Linked DNA regions of Anas platyrhynchos: region 1 is linked to region 2. Evidence: chromatin contacts called from public Hi-C data. All regions are on one chromosome and are shown on one strand. The core of a region is the stretch at or near the end of the contact, and the rest is flanking DNA. Distances in the headings are between cores, read along the strand shown.

Evidence for each region. Hi-C and Micro-C count contacts between places; a contact is called where the count stands out from the background.
Region 1: a contact with region 2 is called in a Hi-C map of F1 follicle, with 1.9 times the contacts expected there. The contact joins the enhancer-like site here to the promoter of HYAL4 in region 2. A contact is called at or near these places in 4 of 8 Hi-C or Micro-C datasets (F1 follicle, F5 follicle, small yellow follicle and 1 more).

The regions. Positions count from the first base shown.
Region 1 is chr1:23,350,807-23,357,837 of IASCAAS_PekinDuck_T2T, forward strand. LOC119717008 (a long non-coding RNA gene) reads right to left here and starts at 7,014. Exons shown (of 2, transcript XR_011806814.1): 1 at 5,956-7,014; 2 at 2,796-3,166. Within about 2 kb of position 2,210, at least 3 of the 8 cell types and tissues checked have an H3K27ac peak or open chromatin away from gene starts, as enhancers often do. A contact at or near this core is called in F1 follicle and subcutaneous adipose tissue, where this site is marked.
Region 2 is chr1:23,301,715-23,309,334 of IASCAAS_PekinDuck_T2T, forward strand. HYAL4 (hyaluronidase 4) reads right to left here and starts at 2,063. Exons shown (of 8, transcript XM_005031695.2): 1 at 1,985-2,063; 2 at 24-75; 3 at 1-22. The coding sequence starts at 2,063.

The DNA.
Region 1 (7,031 bases), core at 960-3,459, 49 kb after region 2:
TATGCTGCAGTTGTAACCATGCACCTAGAAAATAAAATGTGTTTATTTCTTATGATTACATGCTGGCAATCGAGATGGCATTTGCAAGCAGGAGAATGCAGTGACTAAAGGCGGTATCTTCTCACGCTAAGGGTAACATTTCTCACATTTTCTAGTTTTGAGACATTTTAGAAATGATCACTGTAGCTAATAGAAACCAAAACATTTCCCTAACCAAAATAATCGTCATAATGTACCATTATGGGAATGATCCCATACTGCCTATAAATATTGAAATATCCTACCTCATCCTACCGCAACATGATGTTATTAAAAGCCATACTGCTCCTTCTTTCATCTGATTTGAACAAATGACTTTCTGCCACAGTTTAAAACGACTTAGCTGATAGGGACTTTAGTGAAAAATTAAACCCCTCTTAAGCAAACACTGTGCAGGCTATGCTTATGGAAAATTATTCTCACAGTAATCAGCTGTACATGCTGACAAACTTGTTCTTTTCCTGGTTGCCTAGCCATCTACCAACCTCCCCTGGCTCCATGCCATGACCTCTGTGAAAGAGCTGCTCCAGCAGTAGCAAGTATTTTCCCAGAAAGCCTTAATAACTGTGCTGTAGGTTTTGAGTCTTCAAACAGCTACTTGTCTTATTGAAATTATTGTGAAAGTATTTTAAATGAAGATATTTGGTTTCATTTTTAAATAGATATGAGAAAATTCAAGGCCAAAAAAATCTAACTGAACAAAGCTGGTCAGCACTGCATGTATGCAGTTACAGCAAACGCTGAAAACCAAGTCTATAGTTATGAGTTCAAATAAACTCAATTCTAGCCCTCTTAAAATGCACAAAAATATCCTATCAGCTGAGAAAATAGTAGGTCTGAAGCTGAGACACATATTTTTCATCAAATTTCATGGAGGGCTTGAAGTACTCTGGTACCTTCCCAAAAAAGTGGTACACACACATCCTCCAATATTTATTTGTTGCAAACAAGTATTGAAAGAAAATGGATCAAAGGAACTTAAATAAATGTCTCTACTTCAGGTTGTAATCTACAGAGTCAATATTTATGCAATGATGATTGGTTTTAAGAGGCAGGATGCGGATGTGCTGCTCCACGTTTAATGTCTCCTCCCTGGGCAGGAGCTGCTGGGTTCTTGTACATACTTACAAGGCACCGAGGCACCAAACAAGGGTAGGGCTTCAGGCACTACTGTGCTGGCAGCATTTTAACTAAATACTAACAAAAAGAAAAAAAAATAAAAATAATTAGTTCTCATAGAAGAAATTAGAAACTCCTGCTTCTTTGCGAGGAGTGTGACTTTGTTGACAAGCATGAATAAAGTGGTAGATATCCACATGACGCGCTGATACCATTTATTTGTGCCACCTTAACATACCATGGGAAGAGTCCTTAATTGAATGTAATAATAGGGTAGCCAGGAAAATACCAATTAGAATAACTTGGCGGTCTGTGCTAAATTCTAGATATTCCTAAGATCTTATAGAAATTTGATTATCTTTACTTACTAGGATGGATTCAAAAATTAAGATTTATTTTTAGACTTGTCTCTGAGGTGAAACAACTAGACAGGCTGCAGGTTGTCTTGTTGATGCATCACCTACACAAGCAGTAGTCAATTGCATATGTAGTTTTAAAAAACAATCTGATGGTTTTCATCCGTCTTCTCACGACAGTTCGCCATGTGTTCCATTTCATTTTGCTTATCGGTTTGTTAGGGTTCTGTATTTGTTAAACATATTCTCGTTTTCCTGTAAAAACAATATAGGTCACCACGCCAGTGGCTCTAGTTGGCCTGAAGCAGATATAAATAATCCTGACGACAAAAATCAGGCCGATCAAGATACGCATGTTCTCAATCTTGCTTTATGAGGTGGAGCAAGAAGCCTTTGGGAATGCTGATGCATGAAGACTACCCCCCCCCCCCTTTTTTTATTTTTAATATAAACTAGCAAAACCACACAGAAACAGACAATTGAAGAAGCACTAATGCCAGAGACAGTTTGAAGCAGCAGCGAAGCCCTGGTTCTGAAAACATCTGCCAGATGAAGGCTGACCTTTGATGGGATGTGGCTCTTTGACCCTACGGGAGGGCAGCAGCAGAGCAAGTGGCACGCCCCAGAGCTGTAGCAAGGATCTGGTCGAGCGAGTCCCAGCACAACCCCAACAGGAACCAAAGTGCAGTCCGTGCCTATTCCTTCAGGCTGTTCCGTGCTGGATGGGGGCGCAGGGGAGACAGAGAGGAAGAGAGAAAGAAAAACTACAGGGAAGTTATTAAGCCAGCCACCAGGATCCGAGCTGCAATTGTGCTGAGCTGCATTACGTATCTGACAGTTGCTCACTGGGAGTTGCTCATCTCCTGCTATTGGGAGCAGATGACGGATCTCAGGCTAGCTCAGAGTGCAGACACGATCATCATCCTTAGCTCTGCCAGTAAAAAGGGTGGATTTCGCATGCACTTGCCTTGCACTACCCTCAGCTCAGCAAGGCCGCAAGCTCGCTGATCAGGGTGGGGGGCAGTCGCTGCAAACAAGAGCTGATGTCTCAAAGCCAGAGACTTCTGTTAAGGAAAAGTGCTGTAACAATGTATTAGCAGATCACAGTAAAGGATGTTTTTCTTTTTTTTTTTTTAACAGGTGAAGTTCTTGAGCTTTATGGTGGTTGATTAATGGCTGGAGGGAGATTTCATTACACTGAATTTAAAAGCTGTCAGGAAACTTGGAGGAAGGAGTGAAAGTTCCTTTTAATACCTGCAGGTAAATCAAAATCAACTCATATACTCCGCTCATGTTTATTGCTGGGTGTAAAACTCAGGAATCACACTAAGGTATGAGCCAAGCAAGAAGAATAAAATGAGTGTTTCAACAAACCCTGTGGTACACAATTTTGAAGATGAGCTATGATGATAGCTGGACTGGGGAAATATACCATTTTCTTCTAATTTGCAGGGCAGCTACAGAATTGTTCCACTGTTACTGCAGACAATGATCACCATACTTGCATAATAAAGAAGTATTAAGAGGAGAGAGAAGATGCCTCACGTTCCAGTTTGGTCTGTCTTCTACACAGTCCTGGAAAGGAGAGTAATACAGTCCAACGCTTCAGGCCTTTAAAGAATTGTAGAGGAGCCGTGAAGGGAGTCCTGTAACTGATTTCAAAATTAAAAACAAAACAAAAAACACATCAGTATCTTACATCAATATATTCAAAATGCATTTCTACATCCAAAGCAAAATCAATGTTATCCTCTGCTGAGCAAAACAGAAGGGCGCAAATTGCATTCCTTCATTCTCAAGTAAACAGTCTGAGGTTGAAAACAAGGGCTAGAGAAGATACAGCAAACAAAGACGAGTAACAGGCACTACAGGGAAAGAAAAAGTTCTAGCTGGCACCCAAGACAGCATTCGTGCAAGAAATGAAAGAACTTATTGTCCTGCTGCATTGGTTCTCAGGCTTCAGTCTGCTCACTGTAGCAGCGAGGACACGCTTCTGCCAGCCAGCCCACAAAGGGAGAGGATTCTTCCCACTGACACTACAGTTCCATATTCATAAGGAGTCAGCAGAGGCTTTACTAATTAATTGTCTACTTTGCAACATCTGTGGCTACTTCATGTCCTTCTGTGTCTGAAAATTATAGGATATAAATACAATATAGAGAAGAAAAAAAAAAAAAAAACACGACAGATTCCAGATCCTCTTTATTCCAGCCTATTACCTGCCTGTAACAGATCATACAAAATCTCTGTGAGAAGGGAAATACAGTGACTGAATCTGAACTGAGCTCTAAGTTAACAGATGATTCAGTCACCTCCACAGAAGGCTGCAGTCCCTAAACTTTTAAACGTTTGGTGCACGGGGAGTAGAAGTGAGTGAGCTTGTGAGTAAGATAGTTAATATGCTATTTATCGTTGGTTCAGCAACGATTTATACCCAATTCCCTTAAACGAGGTCTATGCAGAGAAAAACAATGCGGTTTACTTAAAAAAAAGAGAACTTGTATCTTCACAGCTCAAAAACCATTTCCAACCACAATGAGAGTTCCTCTTTTTTGGTTACCACAAGCGGTTTTGTAGTACATGGACTGGTGTTTTCTACAGGCCCAACCAGAAAGGGTGTTGAGGGAAACGAGCCTGTCCTTTCTTTTGTCCGTTCTTCTGCTGCCCTGTTGACATACCCCTTCAGTGTGGTGACACTAATCATACGTTCACAACTTTGATCTCCCCCAGCCATGCTTTTGTGGTTGCTGCAGCAATGTTTGCACTTGTACCGTGCTGCTCCACTTGCCATTGATGATGAGATCGAAGATAGAAGGCTGGAGATGTTTTCCGTTGAGATCTACATTCACCTTTAAGCCTGGTTGTTCTTTGGTGTAATGAGCTGTCTCTTCACCTTATGGATGGGACAATAAGACAACTGCACTGTATGACTTAAATTCAGTATTGGGACAAAAATCAAGATTTGAGAAACACAGTGCCGCTATTTAATAAATAAATAAATAAATACATAAAATAAATAAATAAATAAAAACTCCTTGGAAAACTAACTTCTTGCACTGAGAAAATTTAGAACTTCAAAAAAACTTTGAAATATACTCTGATTCATAGCTCTAGAAAAATCAACTTTAAGTAGAAAGTCTTGCTCAGCTTTTTACTCCACTTTCAATTGCAAAATGCTATTTTTGAAATCTGGTGAATATTTAAACTCTGAAACTCACAGTGTGTAACTTCAGCCTAGTTATGGAATTCAATTTGCAGCTGGCAAAAAAATTACTGGGAAAAATAGAGGTCCCCATTTAAAGATGAACTTCAGAGACACATAATTTCTGTCAAAGGTAAGCCTGACAAGGATAATAAAATCTGTTTATTAAATACATATTTATAATGTAACACTTTAAAATCATTACAGGTGCTTATACTGACATAAGAATGTCACTTTTGATATACTCCAGTTCCTTGGCCTTATGAGTTGGTATCTTAAATAGAATAAATGCAAATGAAGAGCAGTTTCCCACAAAGTTTATTGGCATCAGGAGTGGGCAACACAGCTCGAAGCTGCTTACTGCAGTACATGCAGAGGAAAGCTTAGGATAAAAAATGACAGCATCTTCCCTAAGAGAGGTCAGAAAGAACACTGCAATTTCTTCAAAATATAGACAGGTAGTTCTGGTTGGTGGCTTTGCTTAGCAGAATTTTGTTGAAACTGGATGTTTTATGCAGGAATAGCAGCTCTTTGCTGATATTACTTCAATTGTAAATACCAAAGGCAAAAATCTATTTTTCTTCGGGTACCTTGTACTCATCAGCAGATACTGATATTTCCATTTCACTTCAGGACTCGCTGCTTTGCCATGACACAAAAACAGAAACAGCTTTTGCATAATTAATGAAACACAAGATCTGAAAATAGCCCTTTTTTCTTCCCTTTCCTGTCTACCCCTATTAAAAAAGCATACAAAATCCTAACAATAGAGCCTGAAGGTTAAAAGGCCCTTAAGAATAGCTACCAGCCAGCTGGTCTGAGAGGAACAGTGTGAAGCAAAAAGTATCACCCAGAACTCTGAATGGAAGGATCTACACAGTAAGGAACAAACAGTAAAAGTTAACAGAAATGAGTGAGGAAAGAAAAGCAATGAACATAACATGTCAGAGAGGTGAGGAAAGTACCAGCATTTACCTGTGAAAGGTGCATTATATTTTTAGCTATTACACTATGACCACCAAGACACATACAAAATTTCCTTGAAACAGGCTCTGGCTGTAAAATTGTGAAAAGAAGGAAAGAAAGAAAAAAGAAGTGCCTTGTAAAGTGCTTCCATGTGTTTTATCTCTTCACATACGTTTTCAACAAACGGAATGCTGCCAATTCTTTAGCTAAAATATTTCCCCTTCCACTAAAATATGCACATACTTACACAAGAAAGGAATGAAAGTGAAGTACCTATGACTGCTGAAAAATAATTTGAAAGAACTGGTTCCTACTGTTTGCTGTTCCTTTATAGCAAAGACCCAAGCCACTTCTGTGAGCTCTGCACACTGAGGAGTCCTTTGTGCATGTATTTTAAACTCTTTTTATGCTAAAAGCTCGGGATTTTCCACTATGTCCTGTCTTCCTTATATTTTCGGACACAGCTACAGGCTCTTTTAAGCATGGTGAACAGGGCCTGTAAGCAGAGCAGAAGGGGTTGCCATCTGTTCCTGCCCAATCTTTTGGGAGGATAGGAAGAGAACTCAGCACAGCTTCACATAAGATTTGTGTTCACACGTTTTCTTCCTGTGTTCTTCTAGCTCCTTTCTTCCTGTGCTTCATCGGCTCTTCCCTTTAAAACAAAGTCAAACATGACGGGGGAATTGCTTTAGCGTCTTCCAGATGGGCAATTAATTGATCAGAGGAGGTGAAGCTGCCATACACACCACTCAAAAACACCGAGAAGACTAGGAAGGTGCTCACCTAGCCACCTCTTTTTCACCTTTGTCTTCACCTAGCCCTCACAAGCATTTCTTCTGGGCAGCTGGAAGCCGGACGGGGCACATGGCAGCTGTGCCAAGGATCTTGAAGCTTCCAAAGGCCTTCGGCCTCCATCTCCGCTAGTGTCATGTGGGGAGAAGTGGGGGTGATGAGAAATCCGTCTGACAACGCTGCCTGCATACAGGAGGTCTCCTCGGCAGCTGACCCCTCAGGGAGCCCAAAATTCCTGCTAACACCTTTCGTTATTTCAGCTCCAGCTGCAGAAGGCAGTGCCAGGCGGGGTTCAGGGCTCGGATCCCTGCTGCTCCCTGCCTGTGTGACCGCGCAGAGGGACCCGCTGCCGCACCGCCAACACCGCCCACCCTGCACCATCCACCCGGTGATTTGCACGGTGGAACTATTCACGGAAACCTGCTTCTTTCAGAGAGAAAAGGCCAAAAAAAAAAAAAAAAAAAACGTTCTGGAGTTACTCGTTGAACGGCTTTTGACTTAAAAACCCTGAGAGGAGCCCAGTGCCGGGCTCCAGCCGCGCTCCGCCTGCCCCCATC
Region 2 (7,620 bases), core at 813-3,312:
GTTCAGCACTACCCTGAAGGGAGCACAGGTCTCTCGGTGCGTTCCAGGCAGCTATAAAACATTTCCTCTCCAAAACTGGTGGTCAGACTGGTTTCACGGCAGGAGAAGCCTGGAGGAGTGAGATGCACAGTCGGGCCAGGGGCTGAAATGTGAATGATGAATAGTAGTACTCCATTTCCAGGGACTGTTTTCAAGACTTAAAGGACAACATGACATGGATCTTCCAGTTTGTCTGTAAAACATAACAGAGGAGGCATTAATACTTATTCCATATACATCTATATGAACTGTCATCAGCCATATCTAAGAAACAAAGTGGGCATGATCTATACCAAACAAAGTGGTAGATTTTCAGAGTAAGATCTGTGTATCAGCCCACAGTAGCTTGTCTCATCAGTCCAGGTCTTACTGAAATCATGGAGGATGCTGCCATCACTGCAGAGGGCCCCAGGGTTCCTTAATGGCTGTGGCTGCTGTAGATGAAAAGGTTGATAAAGAAGCAGTTTCCTTATTCTTCAAGCTCTCTTAGTAATAATAAAAGCAACTATAAAATCAAACCTTAGCTTTTATCACTGTCTTTATACTTTGTGAACATCCCTGACCTGCCTAGTACAGTGTCACCCAGAGATAGTCCAAATAGCTCTAAACAAGCACACATATTTTACTCCCATAGTACAGTAACATAAAGGGATACAAGTTCAGACCCCTGACAACAATAAAGCAGATCCATGAAAGCCTGCTCTGAGCTATTTATTAGCCTGGCTGCACTCTCACATTGAGCTAGCGCCTTCCAGACCAGCTCTGGTAGCTCTGCACAGCAACCCATTGTGCAATGTGGACTTTGATGCCAAAGCCTGTGACCACTGCTATGAGCGGAATCATTAGTCACAAGGTCCCTGCTGATTATGTGTGTGTTAAGCAGAAAAAGATACCAGAAGAAGATCAAATATATATATATTTATATGTAAGAAGGAAGAAGAGAAAGAGTGAGAAAGAGAGAGAGAGAGAGATGACCATGAAGATGGTCATCAACCTGCCCACCACAAAAAAAATCAGCTTCTGACCAGTGGCATACCTGAACTTGGTTGAATCAGTGAGCCTGAGTTTTATACACAAGGGCATAGAAACCACTAAGAGCTTAAAGCATTTGTTATATCTGTACAATACCAGATTGGTAAACAGTAATAGAGTCTTCAGCTGTGTTCTCCTTTGCTCACGTAGCAAGTGACCTCTTATAAAGACGTTCCCGTGTACAACAAGGGTGTGTGTCTCTCTGTGAGGATAGCACTGCCACAGCTTCCTCTGCTTTGCTCTCTCACCAGTACAGAAATCACCCACTTGGTCTTATGAACCTTCCAACCCCAGGCTTCCCTTGCCTTCAAAAGCCTGCAGAAATCCCATGTAGCCATATAATCAACTCTGGGGGATGATCATGGATTTGTATTTGAGTCCTACTTGTTGTTCTTCTTCCTCAGTCCTTGCCTACCTGTTCGTTTCTCCTGGGACCGTGACTCACTGGAGGTTAGAACCACAGGTTTTATGTGGGCAGCCAGACTGCTACATATACTAAGGGGAATTACAACTGTATTCCTACCAGTCATCTGTATTATCCTTCCCTTATCTCAAACAACAAAAGCAACCAGATATATCTATGCACCTGGGACAGCTTTATGGGCCTCCCCACGCTCCTATTTATTTGCTATTTGCTAGGACTAGAAAGACCTTATCTCAGGTACCTGCAAATAAATAAATAAATAAATAAATAAATAAATAAATAAATAAAGTAAATAAAGCACATTAACATCCAAACAGCCAACCTAGATATTTTAATAGATACTTTTAGGAGATAGACACTGTGACGTCAGAGAGATCAGAAATGTCCTAGGTGCTCCTTCTCCTTCTGCTGACCATGCAGGCAGTTCCCAGGACACAGCAGTGCAGTGTAGGCATTGCAGAACTCAACATTTCATCAGAGAAATCTCACCTCTGGAGGCTTGCAGTTCATTTAGTGCAGAGGAAGCCCAGGTTTTCAAAACCACTATCCGTATATCCACAAGTAGCATGGTGACATTAATGGGCCTTTTTGAATACAGCTTTAATGAAAAATAGCCTTATTTGCTGAGTATCTTCTCTGAAAGCCTACACCATACCAAGAACTCAAAGTGTGCCCTGCGTGCTCCCCTCTGTCAGCAGAGACATCCCTGTGCCAGAGCATCATTGCTGAGCAGCGTTCCTGCAGCTCTCAGAGAATCAGAGCTGTAAAAAATCCTGCCAGAGGGCAGCACATCCCTACAATTATTTTTTTCTTGAATTGCAGCACTCACTTTTAAATTGCAGCGTGTTAAGTTGCCCCTTTGAGATCTGTGCCACTGTCCTGCCCCCCTGCTCCCGCATCTGTCACAGGCTGGATCGGGGAGGTGCCAACAGCAGGGTTGTTCCTGGAGTGATTTGCCCCAGGATTCAGGGAGGACTTCCCACACAGGCCCTGTCTGCCTTGATTTTTACATGCAAAGGCACAGCAAGCAGCAGAAAAAAAACGCCATGGGGGACTCTCACGGAAAGATATTTCTAGCTGCTCTATTGTTAAAGAGGAAACATTTACCACTTTATATTCCTGTGCAAGGGTAAATTGCTGAGTTCTGACTTCATTCCACTCGATGCGTTGAGCCATCACACAAGCACACACATGCTCCAGCTGGGAGCACTCTGAAGTCACTTGTTTGCAGCTTGCCGAAAGGAATTCCTGTGCCCAGGCTCTGCTCAGGATTTTTCCCTTTAGCCAGGTTTTTCAAATCTGCTTTTAGTACCCCAGGATGACAGCACACGCTAAAATGTTCTGCTAAGTTTGTTTTTGCTAAGTATGTCTTTCAAATGTATCTGTCAGAAGTGACAAAAAAAAAAAAAAAAACAAATAACAACAACAAAAAAAAAAAACAAAATAAAACAACAACAACAAAAAAAAAAAAAAAAAAAAAAAAACAGGATGAGCATATCCTTTTCTACCCCTTCTGCTAATTATATTTTCTGTAAACCAAGTCAATGCAGAGGCAGTCCGTGCTGGTGTCCAGCTGACCCTGAGAATGCACAGTGGGCAGCAATTCCCAGCAAAGAGAAGAAAGTGGAAACCATATGTCTTTATTAGACAGCATGCAGCTCTAGCTGGGACCAAGCAAAACCAGCTCAAAACAGATGGTTCAGATCTGAGCGGATATACAGGGTATTACTTAAACCAGATATTTAAACCACAGAATACTGCTGAAAAAAAAAATAATAATAATAAAATACTGACTAAATGGTAAAGAAACAACTAGGCATTCATCAGATTATGCAAAGCCTGTATCCTTCTCCCCCAGTCCAGTTAGAGCTGAGGAACGTACTTTCAAGCTTTGGTATTTATCTTGTAACAAAAATCCTACTTCAGAGATGTTACACTATTCTTATTGAGGGATTAGAAAAATCGCAGATGATAAATAAAGACAATGATCTTTTCTCCTTTCTGGCTAACATTGTTACACAAGATGACATTGACTCAGCACAACCCTGATGGTCTTAAAACAGGCTGTCTCAACAGGCCAGCCAGTCACTAAATACCCTTATCAAAGATGTGCATGGTTTATAAAACAAGAATTTTCACACCCACAGAGATCCAATAAAATCCTTGGATTTTTACAGAATAATCCTTTTGTTGACTTTTTATCAGCAAAGCTAAAGCTGATGCACTCAGAAGTCTGATGAACTGGAACAAGTTTTGTCCAGCTTAAGGCATGCTGCTAGAAGTGAATCTTGCTTCCTGTGCCAGATCTGCATTTGGAGGCAATATGCTTGGAGGCTGCACAGATGCCCGGAGGCTGGTGACGGAAGAGATGACCCTGAAAGCTCCAGAGACTCCGACAGCTTCAGGGAGGACAGAAAGGGAGGATTCATTACTGTTATCCTCTATGTTCCCTCATAGGGATGAGAGCTCATTAGACCAGTGCATCCATTAACCATTTGCCTGGATGAGATTTTGCAGAGTATCTCTGTTATGTTAGTAAATGCAGGGGACTATGCAGCATAATGAATAATAAAAATGGAGCAGGATCTCACCTCACTGCTGCCTGACGAACTCAGTGATGCTCATGACTGACTGTAGCTGAGACTCAAGCCCTTATAGTATAATGTTTCACTGATCCTGACGAAGGTGCTGAATCCAGAGCAGCATGAACTGTCATGGGACATTTTATAGTGTTTCAAACCCTGGGTAGGGCACCCTGACAATGCTACAAATGAAAGTATGAATCTGTTGCAGAAAAGGTATTTTCCGTAGCACCTGTGAGGAATAAGCTAATTAATGCATCAAAAGCTGTGATCCAGCATTTTAACATGCTAATGGCATGTTGGTATACAGATACTGATAGCAATTTTGCAGTAAATTTTAACCTGTTATGAGGAAAGATTGAGACTAATGAACAGAGGAGAGCAGAGTTTAGCAAAACAGGCCCCAAGTCTGTGTGAGGCTCATCAGGAGCCACCTGGCCTCTGTTATCTCAGCTTCTTTTGCCACCATAGTGGAGTTTTGTCTTTATCTATGTGAGAGTACTTGTAGTCTGGTGGTCTACTAGGTAGCTAGAGTCCTGAATATGGAAAATGAAGAAAATCGATCAAGTGCCCTTATGCCATTTACTTTTCCTCTGGTTCATGCTGCACAGATGTCTCTCACCTGTAGACATTACACCTGGGAGTAGTCCAGCCTGGGAGATTAGGCTCATGCTTAGCCCTAGCAAAGAGGCAGCTGGTTTGATGGATTGATTTAATGTCCCACTGAAACATCCATAAAATCAGTCTTAATGCTTGGCTTTGTGTTTTGGATACCAGTGACGGTCGATTTCTGATATACACTTAAATAATCAAAGAGCTTCTTTAGCCTAGGTCCAGCCTGCCAAGGCTCCCAGTGCTCCATACCACATTTTTCCCTATTTTAAGCCCAAAAGTTTTCCAGTAACTCTCTTTTTCAAAGAGGGTAGCCCTTGCACTGGGAGCTAGAGTTTGGGCACTTATGTTACAGAATAAACATAATGGCCTGAATCCTGAAACAGCCCAACTGATCTGCAGTCCTATCATGCTGCCTTCATGTGATAGTGTATTGGAAAATTGTAATGATTACACCATGTGCAAAGCACAGGAGGTCTACATTCTTTGAGGGTACATCAGCCACAAGACATGAAGCCTGTGCTCAGGAGTTAGGTCAATCTCTGACTCCCAGGATGCCCATCTTTCCTGCCACGCTGCTCATGTATCTGTACTTCAAAATACCCACACCGCGGTTTAGCAGATGTGCTTGGAGGACACAGCGCAGCATAGGCAGCCCCCTGACTTAAGGATGCAGTAAAAACACACTGGAAGACCATTTTAAGACATCAAAACTGCTTGGGCTTTCCCTCTTCAGGGAGCTCCCTCACTTGCCAGAGCATATCTTGTATCCACACAGTGTGGATGGAAAACATTTTTCGACCAGAAATGGTCTTTATGGCGTGTTATTGCCATCCTTTTTCCTGCATTTCTGAGGCTACTGAGAGAAAAGAGCAAATACCAACAGTTCATTGCTGATTTACTATTATTACTCATAGCATTTTAAATTGTTTTGAACCAATTCCCTTAAAAAAAATTAAGGATTTATTTCTATAAGAATTTAGTTCTTTCAATTTTCTTGATTCAGTTGTATGGTAAACCCTAACCACAAAAATAAAAATAGAAAATAAAATAAATAAATAAACAAAATAAAACGTTTTGGCTGTTCTGAGCATATCTTTCTCACAGAAATTAAACAAAAGGGTAGCCCAGCACAACAGCAGGGAGTTGACTTTCCTCCCACCAACTTTCCCGCAAGCCCAGCAGTTGCTTTGCGTTTGCACTGGGATAAGAACGGCCCCCTGGACCGTGCAGAACAAACACCCACACGCTCGCAGCAGTGATTACAGCTTGCACCCAGCACCAGCACATTCGGGTGACATTCCTTTCTTCCCACTCCTACAGAATAACTGTAACGCAGCAGCAAAAATAAAACAGGCATTTGATTCTTTCCCCAACCCCCCGCGCTGCTGAGTATTACATTAGAACTAAATGTTATTTTTGGAGGGAATACAACAATTCAGTGTTGTCAATCCAAGGGATTATTGCAATTATTTTAAGACAGGAATTGTGTAAACCCCTGGTAAGCCTCGTGTATGGATTGGTTTCGAACAGGAGACTTTGAACAAATCTAATGAGCCTGACCAGAGGCATGCTGGTGCAGCCTCTTGATCTAGCTCTCATCTGCAGCCGTATGACCCACTGCTTCCAAGGGAGCACAGAGAGGGGATTTTAAGGAATTGCTGCAGAGTATCCTTGCAGCAGCTGGCGACTGCTAAGAACTAATGGACCAGTGCCAGCCTAAAAGGAAAAATCTGAGGATGAGGAAGGCAAATGTGAATATTTCACGTCTGGTTTTCACCTACTGCAAATGAATAATCATATACTGTCTTAAATCAGATGGGGCTCTGCCCCTGTAAGAGTGGGGAAATCACAACAAAAATAAGAGATTGCATGCTGGAAAATCACAAATCAAGTACTTGCTATCAAAAGCAGGGTAATGACCACTCAAGTTAGCATCTTCACTGCAATCAGGTCAGTTTATTACCAGGACGTGATTCAAGTGTACTTGAAGCTGAGTATTGCTGCTGAGGTACAAATGCAGCAATGGTACTCACAGAGTGCTATTCCTTCAAAATCAAGGTACATCCGTACTTGAACTGCTACAGAGGCCCAGGAAGAGTTTATCTTGTTTCTCTCTACTTCTAGCATAAATAGAAATGTTACTAGTCCAAATTCTACAAAAAAAAAGTTCAATGCAAATATTTAAGAAAATAACACTTGTCTGTGGAGAAGTCCAAATTTTCCAAAGGGCTTCAGATCATGCTTGTGCAAATTAACCCCATGCTATCACTACTTCCATCCCGTCCCCACCTCAGCCAGCTGGTACCTAGCCTGGGTGCGGTGCACCTGACTGCAGCCCGGTGAGGGTGATGAAGGGGCAGGAGGAAGATCAGAGGTGCTGCTGGATTCCCACATAGGAGAGTCCCACAGCAAACAGTCAGCAGGCCTTGGGCCTTCTCCCAGCATGTGAAATGGCAAATGTCCTCCCTGTGGCCACTGAGACAAGGCAGCCCAGCGTGGTGATGGAGACGCCTGGCATGAGCCTGCGTGTCTGCATGTCCTTCAGGAACCCTGGGCAGAAATGACAGGCTGATTCCCCCAGCATTAATACATGTATCAAAGATCACTTCCAATGTACATGGTGAGCTGCATAAGCAGCCATACATGGGTGGGACAGCAGTAATAATTTGAGTTGAAGGCAAATGTCAGCTTAGGAAAACCCACACATCGTTGTTCTTACTGCAGTCAAGGGCTGACTTGTAGGTCCTGTAGGGTTTCCATAGTTTAACACCCTCCTACCAGAGGGAAATGGAACTGTTCCCAAAATAAAGAGCAAATTCAGTAAGGGATAAAATGAATACTTTTTGTTCTGTCCTGAAAACCCCGCATTTGAAAGAGCAATATAAAAAATGCTCTTAATAATCTACAGTCTAATTGTCTGAGAAGTTT